Linked DNA regions of Mus musculus: regions 1 and 2 are each linked to region 3. Evidence: chromatin contacts called from public Hi-C and Micro-C data. All regions are on one chromosome and are shown on one strand. The core of a region is the stretch at or near the end of the contact, and the rest is flanking DNA. Distances in the headings are between cores, read along the strand shown. Region 1 holds the start of Zfp954 (zinc finger protein 954). Region 2 holds the start of Zfp28 (zinc finger protein 28). Region 3 holds the start of Peg3 (paternally expressed 3).

What was found. Hi-C and Micro-C count contacts between places; a contact is called where the count stands out from the background.
Region 1: a contact with region 3 is called in a Hi-C map of embryonic stem cells, with 2.8 times the contacts expected there. The contact joins the promoter of Zfp954 here to the promoter of Peg3 in region 3. A contact is called at or near these places in 1 of 39 promoter capture datasets (liver), 1 of 15 datasets of contacts at CTCF or cohesin (the NIH/3T3 cell line), 4 of 484 Hi-C or Micro-C datasets (the N1E-115 cell line, adipose-derived mesenchymal stem cells, cerebral cortex and 1 more) and 6 of 115 datasets of contacts at active chromatin or transcription factors (astrocytes, embryonic stem cells, epiblast stem cells and 2 more).
Region 2: a Micro-C map of embryonic stem cells shows a contact between it and region 3, with 6 times the contacts expected there. The contact joins the promoter of Zfp28 here to the promoter of Peg3 in region 3. A contact is called at or near these places in 1 of 39 promoter capture datasets (neural stem cells), 2 of 15 datasets of contacts at CTCF or cohesin (the NIH/3T3 cell line and embryonic stem cells), 11 of 484 Hi-C or Micro-C datasets (LSK cells, Sertoli cells, cardiomyocytes and 5 more), 15 of 115 datasets of contacts at active chromatin or transcription factors (the NIH/3T3 cell line, cardiomyocytes, embryonic stem cells and 5 more) and 3 of 9 other capture datasets (adipose tissue, liver and pancreatic islet).

What each region holds. Positions count from the first base shown.
Region 1 is chr7:7,119,839-7,123,169 of GRCm38.p6, reverse strand. It overlaps Zfp954 (zinc finger protein 954), which reads left to right and starts at 1,694. Exons shown (of 5, transcript NM_172738.3): 1 at 1,694-1,947. The coding sequence starts at 1,870.
Region 2 is chr7:6,381,535-6,384,602 of GRCm38.p6, reverse strand. It overlaps Zfp28 (zinc finger protein 28), which reads right to left and starts at 1,285. Exons shown (of 7, transcript NM_175247.3): 1 at 1,002-1,285; 2 at 337-428. The coding sequence starts at 1,209. It overlaps Zfp78 (zinc finger protein 78), which reads right to left. Exons shown (of 5, transcript NM_001025163.1): 5 at 1,998-3,068.
Region 3 is chr7:6,728,729-6,732,086 of GRCm38.p6, reverse strand. It overlaps Peg3 (paternally expressed 3), which reads left to right and starts at 1,668. Exons shown (of 9, transcript NM_008817.2): 1 at 1,668-1,829. It overlaps Usp29 (ubiquitin specific peptidase 29), which reads right to left and starts at 1,504. Exons shown (of 8, transcript NM_001360502.1): 1 at 785-1,504.

The DNA of each region.
Region 1 (3,331 bases), core at 445-2,944, 390 kb before region 3:
GCTATGAAAGCTGTATCAGTTACCTTTCACATCAATGTGGCAGGATATTTAATATATGTAACATAGGGGACTTCAATTTAGTCATTGAAACTTGTTTTGTCACTCGTTGTCCTGGCTTGAATCAAAGGGTAACAAAAGAAAAAAAACAAAATCCAAGAAGGGCTGGAGTGATTGCTCAGCAGTTAAAAGCACTAGATGCTATTTCAGCCTTTAGGCAAAGAGCAGGCTACATCTGACTATTGTCACTCTGTTCTGTTGTGAGGCCACTTTCCTTGGACAAAGAATCCTTGTCCATCTTATACTGTACCACTTTGTGGAGCTGGTGCTTGCCACATTGCTTGCAGAAAGTCTGGAGTATCTTAGTAATGTTCACATGTTTACAGGAGTAGTACTGGCACAGAAAGGAAATACAATCTTCAGGAGAGTAAAAATAAAAACAATAAAAACAACCTTCTAGGACTGGATTGCTATCAGGGACATCAGCCCTGTGCCTGGGCTCATTATCCAGACCCCAGGGTTCTGTAACATCAGTAGACCGGGGACCATGTACCATCTCATCTGCATCAAGAGTTTGCAGCCCAGCTGACCCAGCTGACCTGAGAGGCTCATGAATAGAGGCATTCCTACTTAAGGCTTAGAATCAGTCACACTAAGGCAGCAGATTTCAGACTTGTCCAGATGTCAGAAGACAAAACCTATCTCCGCTCCTACCTTCCAACCTTGTTTTTCTTTTAGTAAAAGGGTTTCTTGTGTATTACTGGAAATTGCTCTGTAGAGAAAGTTAGCCTTGAACTCCAAGATCCATTTGTCTCTGCCTCTCAAGTGCTGGAATTAAAGGTGTATGAGCCATCTCTTCTGGGTATTGTAGTTCAGACAATGTGGACCATGGGAAACCGGGACAGTTGCAGAAGGGGAAAGTGGAGAAGCGATATGCATGAAATTAACAGGACTTCTGCGGACACTGTCATGATTACAGATACGCCCGTGTTCGCATTTTCCAGAGCAGTCTTGGGGGGGGGGGGGAGTACAGCAAAGCTTCCTAAATGTTCCTAAATGTTCCTTTAATTTTCTCTTAGCACAATAGAAGCATTAATCCTGACGACTCCATAGTGGTGTGAGAAGTGTCTGAATCTAGAGTCCTGTGGTGAAGGAATCTTTGAATCCAATCCAAACATGTCCTTTTCCCCTCTTCCATGGTCACCATTTCTGTATTTATTAGCCCACGAACCTGGCGAGTATCATTTCACACAAGGCAAATGTCTCAAATGCAAAATTCAACTTTGCCCGTCTCCTGTATTTCTAGACATCAAATAAAACAAGGTTTCACTATGTAGCCCTGTCTGGCCTGGAACACACTATGACAGCTTCGAAAACACAGAAATCTACCTGCCTCTGCCTGCAGTTCTGTAATTTAAGAGTTCCAGCAAGCCTGACCTTGTGACTCAGCCTCTACTATTTCTAATCCACATCTAACTCACCTAAGGTAGAAAACGGTGTGGAGAAAATAGTCTCCACGCCAGTGCCAAGAAATCCACTGAAACTTGGTCTTGTCAAGCAGGGCAGTTGTGTCCGGATCGCAGAAATTTGCTCCTGCATGAACTACATTGCCCAGAAAACATTGCATGAAACTCAGCCAATGAAAATGGGCATTTCAGCGACGGCGAGAACCGTTGGGCGGGACTTTTGGCTTTGCGTGCTGGAGGTTCTTTGTAACTTCCTGGACCCGTCAGTATGGCTCACAGAAAACTGGTGTCATCTGCTTTGGCCATGGCAGGAAAGCCGGCACGTTAAAAGCGTTTGTCCCCCGTCACAGAGACGGATCTGAGGTTTGCGACAGCTCGTGTGATCTGATCCAGGCTTCGAGTGCGGATGGCGACTTCCCAGGGCCCCACCATCCTCTGGAGCCCGATGGTGATTGTGGAGGCTGCGGGTGGAGCCCTGCCCCAGGTGAGTGCCTAGTGATCGCCCACCTACCTGAGTTCTAGAGCACTGAGATCTGGGTCAGGAGCCAACAGGGCAGACGTTCATGTCCCCGACTGTAGGGTACGGATGAACGAAATAATGTTTTTTGACATCTGTGTGCTAGATCGCTAGAGCCATCCCCTCTGACTCACAGTGCCTGTTGGACTGTACCTCCCAAGGCTTGTGGGCGGGCCTGAGCTCGGAGACAGAGCCCTGGGGTGACCTCTACTGGCGTTTTAGATGAGGGAAAAAGGGCCCAGTACCCCTAAGGACCTGACTTTTGTTTATAGAGAGACTGGTAGCCATGGAAGATTTGAACAGAGGTGAAACTTGATCTATTCAAACTTTCCCAAGCATCTCCGGGGGAATATTGAGCAAGGATGAAGTTATGTGGATGGAGACAGAGATCTATGAATCCTTAGGTAAATGCTGTGGACTAATGCAGCAGTTAGGGTTGTAGACCATAGAGGGAGAGATTAGTCTTCAAATATCTGAATTTTTTTGAGACATATGTAAACGAGGCTATGTAAACGAGGCTAGAATCAAACTTGCAATCCTTTAGAGTGATTGGATTAAAGGCAGGACCTCCCACTTCCTGCTTGTTTGACTTTAAAGTAGTACTTTCTTTCCCTTTTATTATTCATTCATTCATTTACTTACTTACTTACTTACTTATGTGAAAACATTCAGCATTTAACTAAAGTCTGCTGTGTTAACTACTTTTCCCCCTGGAACTCAGGTCTGGCTGGCCTATGTAGCCAGTGCTTGCCTCAGTCTCCGAGATCTGCCTTCCTTTGCCTTCCAAGTGTTGCAGTTAAAGGGATGCACACCATGCTTACCCAATAACTTTTTTTTTTCATTTTCCCCTTGGCTTTTTATAGAGACAGGGTTTCTCTGTGTAGCCCTGACTGTCCTGGAACTCTCTCTGTAAATCAGCCTAGCCCTGAACTCAAAGATCTACCTGTCTCTGCCTCCCTAGTTCTGGCATTAAAGGAGCGTGCCACCACTGCCTGACATCTTTTTTGGTTTTTTGAGACAGGCTTTTTCTGTATAGGATTAAAGATGAAAGCCACCACCACCTGCCTCCCAATTGTATATAGATAAACCTATACATTCTAAAACAATTGTGTGTTTGTGAAATTCTCGACACAAGCATTAGTGAGGTGCATAGGAAACAGCTGTACTGAGTACTTCACGCATAGGACTCAGTTTGGTGCAATCACTTTCCTTTTGAGCTAGGATTGTGTGGCGGTATTAATGAGAATGATTTCCATAGGCTGATGTATTTGAATGCTTAGTCACCAGGGAGTGGCACTGTTTGAGAAAAACTAAGAGGTGTGGCCTTGTTAAAGGAAGTGTGTAGCTGGGA
Region 2 (3,068 bases), core at 36-2,535, 350 kb after region 3:
CCTAGTCTATATAGTGTACATAGTGAGTTGCAGGGCAGCCAGAGCTATGTAGATAGACCTTATCCAAAACAAAAGACAAACAAACAAAAAAACCCTTCTGAGATAAATGGGACAATGAAAGGGATGAATCATTTCTTCAACCAAGAAGGAACAGTTGGGATGAAAAGGAAAGAGAATCAGTTTGAAGCTAGCCCTGTAGCCCATCACTCACCGGAGTAGGAAGAAACAGCACCCAGGACAGGTCTCTTAAACTGAAAACTTTTCACAGAAAATAAACACCATTAAGTATTGAAAAGGCAAGACTGTTTCAGGAAGCAAAGAGGAAATGTGACTCACCTGCGACTTGGCTTTATGTCTAGTCCCTGTAGGGGCAGCTTCCTGTTTGCGGTTTATCTCCTGGAGGAAGTTGGTATCTCTGGAAAACAGAGCTGGAGGAAAGGAAGGACTAGACACCAAATCTACACGAGACTACACCGTGCATGAGCAGAGATGCCAAACCCTTATTACCCTGTGCGGGAGTAAGGACAGGGTAGGATGTGGAATCAGGTTGTCTCTTTTCTCGTCTTACTTGCATGAATATATGTGCACCACGTGTGTGTGCCTGATGCCCACAAAGTTCAGAGGAGAATGTTCTATCCCCTGCAATAGGAGTTAGGGATGGTTGTGACTCACTATGTGGGTGCTAGGAACCTCTGCAAGAGGAACAAGTACAATGGCTAAGCCATCTCTTGTCGCACTGGGAGTTTCATTTCTTGAAGCATTGACATGGATACAAGTCTAAACTAAGTTGACCCTGTAGTTGTCAACGTCCCTCCAGCACCTCTGCCTGACTTCTCTGCCTCAAGTTGAGCTTTCGAGGATTGGTTATTTAACCATCACAATCACGCGCCCAGAGACACCATCTCCAGCACCAAGGCCTCGAGAACCATCGGACCTTACCCTTCCTTCACACCCAGAATAGATTCATCTTTGTCCACTCAGCCCAGAAACATGACACTCACCTTTGTGCGCGGTCCCCGAGGTCACTGCTCCTTGCTGATCCTGGGAGGCCAGGCTGTTCCTGGAGCGCGGCCTTCCCCGGTCGGGGCTCCCAGGAGCAACTACAGTCCCCGCCGCCGGACCTCCACCAGGCCTGGCCTTTGTGCAGAGGGCGCCACGCCCCAGGAGGGCCCAGGGTTCGCATGACACTACACTCGCCATTCCCTGCATGTCACGCGAGGGGCGCACGCTCTCCTAGCCAGGCTGCAGACACCCTTCAAGGCCGCTGCTCAGGGACACACCCCCGGCAACACCCACGCCCGCCACGCCCTCGCCAGCCACGCCCTCGCCCTGCCCAACCCCGCCCTAAAAGATCGGACCCTCAGGCAGTTCCTCCGGAACGCACCGGAAGTGGACTTTGCTTGAGCACAAGGCCCCCTGGGAAGTGTAGTCCCCAGCGGAGAAATCCTTTAGAGCCCAGCTGGTTTTTACAAGACCCTGTGGGAGAACCGCGGGACCCTGCCGGAAACACGAGTCCCGCGAAATTCAAAACAGTTCCTCAGAGGCTTCTGGGAGTCCTGGTGACAATTGGAGCGTACGAGTGCAGCGGCAGGGCTAGTGGCGCGCGATTTGAGGTTGTTTGGAGGAAGGGGAGTTGGAGGATGCTGTGAATTGGGCTGGGGCAATGCGGGCTTTTGGCAAGTCCACAGTGGTTCTGGTTGCATGTACTTTTCAGTTTGGGATTCAGTTGCTGCCATTGCAATCTTCACCTCTCCACTAGACCACCTCGACTTTAGTGCCTAGTGTTCAAAATGCCCCTCTGTATGTACTACCAAGTTTTAGGTCTGCAGGTTTCCCCAGGTTTTCTTCTGCGGTGCCTCTTTAATATGTTCACTCTTGCCTTTAATCGCAGTGCCCGGGAGTAAGAGACAGCCGGATCTCAGAATTCGAGACCAACCTGATCTGCAGAGCGAGTTCCAGGACAGTCAGGGCTACACAGAGAAACGGGGAAGCGGGGTGAGGTGAGGGGAGCGCAGTTTATTCTTTGTCGGTTTCATACATGTATATATACTGTATCTTGATCATATCCAACACATCTCCTCTCCCAACCATCCCCAATACTTCCACATTCCTTTTGCCACCCCACCACACTTTTTTTTTAAATATAGCCCTGTTAGTGCCGCCTACCAGTATACCAGTGGAGTGTGACATGAACAATCTACCAGAGGCCACATCCCCAAAGAAAAATGACTCCCACTCTCTCAGCTGCCATCATTTGCTTATAGCTCCTCAGCTAGGTGTGGAGGGGTACGCCCTTCCTCTATCAATGGCTATAATATTGATCGGCGCTGGTAATTACCAGCAATCTTGTGCTGGTAATCAGTTTCTATGAGTTCATGAGCACAACATGCCCAAAACCATTCCACAGCACTCCTTGCCATTCTCAGACTCTTACATTCTTTCTCCTTCGTCTAATACGATGTTCCCAGACCCTTGAGAAGGTATACAAGAATGTCCCATTTAGGACTGTGAGCTGCCTATTTTTGTCATTCAGTTATCATCTGAGAGAGTGTTGTGTGGCTCTGGATGTTCTGGAACTCACTCTGTAGACCAGGCTGGCCTCGAACTCGGAGATCTGCCTGCCTCTGCCTCTGGAAGGGCTGGTTTTAAAAGTGTGTGTCACTACCGCTGAGCAAGCAGAATATTCTTTATATAAAATGTTTGAGAACAAAAGTGTTATTTTTTTTTCTGAGTGGTAAATATGTGCATACCGTAATGAAATATTTTAGAAAAGAAACCAACATCTAAATATAAAACCATTTATGCTTCACAAACACCTCATATAACCAGAAGGAAATTTTATACTAAAAAATTCTTAAGCAAAAACAATATTGCAGCATTGTCACCACAAAGATTTTTTGAAAGGTTGGTTTATTATTTTATGTAAATGATGCTCTATCTGTATGTACATCCGCTTTCCAGAAGAGGGCATCAGATCCCAGGATAAATGGTTGTGAGCCACCATATGGTTGCTGGGAATTGAACTCAGGATTTTGGGAAGAGCAGACTGCTCTTAACATCTGAGCCAT
Region 3 (3,358 bases), core at 419-2,918:
AAGCATAGTGTTACATTCACTTGCGCGGTATGCCTTGTTCATTCATGTTTTATGCTTATGAATCTGTGTGAGGTGAGAAACCCCATCTCAGGACTGGGGAATTAAAACTGCATACCCTATCCATAAACCCACCACTTCACTATCATCTAGCAAGCAAGCAAGCAAGCAAGCAAGCACGGCTAAGTCTTTCAGTATAAATATAAAACTGAATCCGAGGTATCAGATTAGCTATGCTCTTAGGTAAAATCGCTTTTAACCCATGGACCACGGTCTTGCATTTTTTCCTTTAAAATTAAAACAGTGCATTTTACGTGTCTAATAAAAAATACAACCCGGAGTTTTAGCAGACACACAAAAATACAATTTGTGGATTTACTGGAATTCAAATCTGTTCTGCAGAGTACATTCTTAGTCATAAGAAAAGATGCTCCGTAAATACCCCTGTAATTAGTCTTTCACACACCTGTGCTTATTCCCTTAAATTTCTTGGCAGTGAAATGGTTCCATCAATAGTACATTAACAAACTTTTAATAATTCATCGATTTTACTGCCAGGGAAGAAATACCATTTATCTGCCAAGGAAATTCATGGGCACAGAGAATAAAGCCAAAATCATCTTTCTGTAGTCTGTTCTCCCCTCCCCCATTCCTTTTCCTAGAGGTAACCAGTTAAAAATTTTTTTTTTGCAAATTGTTCCAGAAGCTTTGCCCACATTTGTATATTTTTTAACAAAGAAATAAATGAGAGAGAAAGAAAGAGAGAAAGAAAAAAAAAACCACTTACCATTTCGTTTCTACAAACTTCGGCAACGGGTTTTATTTCATTGGGATCTATTCCGATCCAGGTCCTTTATGGCAGCGATACCTCCGTTATTTTTCCTGGTGACATAGGAATGTCTTCTATCAGAGGCAGGCTTGGTAATCTACCTGCTTGCTCTCCTCGCAATTTCTTGCTATTCTATGCAGTGGATTCACGCAATGATGGTTGACCACATGCGATTCAGCGCGCTGCCATAAACCGCCTTCACCCGGTATCTCAGGTTGGCGTTTCGCTATGCAGACAGTCAGGTCAAGATTCTTCCAGCCATTTGCATTGTCCTGTGACTTGCGGTCTCTTTTGCCCCCTTTTTTGCTTTGCTTTTGTCCTTCCCTTGTTGGTTTCCAATAGCTCTTCGTTTATTAAGGAAATTAGCTTAGTGCTTGGGTGTTGCAGGCAGAAAAGTCCTTTCTTCCACCTTTATCGTTCGTGGTTAGACCTCAACGTATGTGTTTCTGTCTCGATTTTTCATGGTTTTTCTTTTTTCCCGATTTTAGACAAATATATGCTTGTCGTTTTTCCCTCTCTCTCTTCTCAGGTTTTGCATTGGGGCATCATTAGTAGGTATTTCTGATTCACCCCGATTTCTTTTGGGGGGGCTGCATCCCTTCACACCCACATCCCATCCCCCTTTTCCAGACTCTGCTTGGGGGCCCCTAACACTGACTCCGTTGACGTCAACTCCGTGCCTTGGCGCCAAGCTGTTGCCTTGACAACAGCAGTCTGATTGGCAGGGTGTGGGAGGCGTGGTGAGGGCCCAAAGCGGGGAATGGGGTCTTGGATTGGTTAGAGAGGAAGCTCCGCCTCTGCAGAGGACCCTGACAAGGAGGTGTCCCGCAGCCCTTGCTGCAGACGCTGGGGAGTCAGGAGTCGCGGGAGGACGAGCATCGGAGGAGAAGCGGAGAGATGTCCACCCTGGGCTGGTGGCGCCGCCGGGCGCCCGGTTCAGTGTGGGTGCACTAGACTGCCGACCCTGGTCGGGGTGTGTGCGTAGAGTGCTGTGCTCCGGGAGGTGAGTCAGCCGGCCACCTGGCTGCTCTGCAGCATGCACCCTCTTAGATACCGTCTGCAGAGTTCAGATGGTGTTTGGGGTGCGTTGCCGCGGGCCAGGGGCGGCAGACCATATCACGGCTCCCAAGGGTAACTGACAAGGCTGCAGACTGCGCCTTCGGGAAGGGGGAATCACCACGGAGCGGCCGTGTTGCCGCAGGGATGCCATTTAGGTGACAGGGATTTAAAGAGGTATTCTATAGGTCCAGGCCTCGGAGCCTCAGGGTCCCGCGATCTTAGGGTCTTAGGGCTTTAGGTGTGAACCACCCAGAATCCCGGGAGAATCCAGGCTCCCTGTCTCATCTGCGTGGCCAGCCACGCAGATGATGCAGAAGTCCTGTTACAAGACCACCACAGTGGACATCAGAGTGCCGTCTCTGAGCAACCTCTTCTGTGGTTTCATTTTCTTTGCTCAGCAAAGTCTAAGGGCTATGCGGTTAACCCGATCGCCAGGTCGTCTGGCTGGCAGGGTCTTCGCAATCTAGCCATCTACCGCTAAGCGCGGCACTGTTCTTGGGGGCGGGTCTTGTTTTGCCGCAGTGGCGGTGGGCGGGGCTGAGGGCAGCTTAGGGGCGGGACTAAAGCAGAAGCTGTGAGATACTTTTCGGCTCCACCCAGTTGGCGCCATCTTGGAGGGTGGAGACAGGTTTGCTGCACAGGCTTATCCTGATTGGCTGCCTATGGTGGGGGCGGGGCCATGGCGGACTCAGCAGGCCCAGCCCGCTTGGCGCCATCTTGAAATGACCGCGGATTTGCCGCGCAGGCGCCGCTTTAGCATCAGATAAAGAGACTAAAAGGCCGAAGTGGCTTGAGTCTATGGGGTGCTAGCTCCTCTGGCTCTTCCTTTGCTAGTTGGCAGTAAAGATGCACCCCAGTTGTCGGCTTATCTGACTGGCCGAGTGGCCTAGACCCTCACTCAGTCTTAGTTTGCCGCACGAATGCTGCCATCTCGCGGCCTTCCATTTAAAGGATGGAACGGCAGGCTCAAACAATCCATTTTTCTGTGGCTAGATTTTGGTTGCAGAGCCTCAAATTGACATCAAGTGACGGGTCTTTTGACCCTGGACTGTATCTGGCTCCATTTATGAGGAGCACTGTGGGGTTTATGAAGAGTTAAAAAGTGTCGCCCGGTTGTCTGGAGGGAGAGGCTATCGTCCTGAGTGACTGACAGACAACAGGACCTTGTTCACCTTTGCTGGTTATACCCGCGCCACAGACAGAAACTGTAATAGGTGCCATCATGAGTGACAGCCCAGATGGCTGCAGGAGGTGGGCTTTAGGGAGGGGTTATTATTCTGAATGACAAGGCCTCATAGCTCCGCCCATCCTGGCGCCATCTTTCCTGGCCAAGGGCGGGGCTTCGATGCTCTGCAGGTATCTTGAATGACAGCTGGACGGGCATGCTGCATAGAGGCGGGCTATAAGGAGGGGCTTTATAATCCTGAGTCACCACAAAGCCCCACCTACCCTGACGCCATCTTTGCTGGCTGA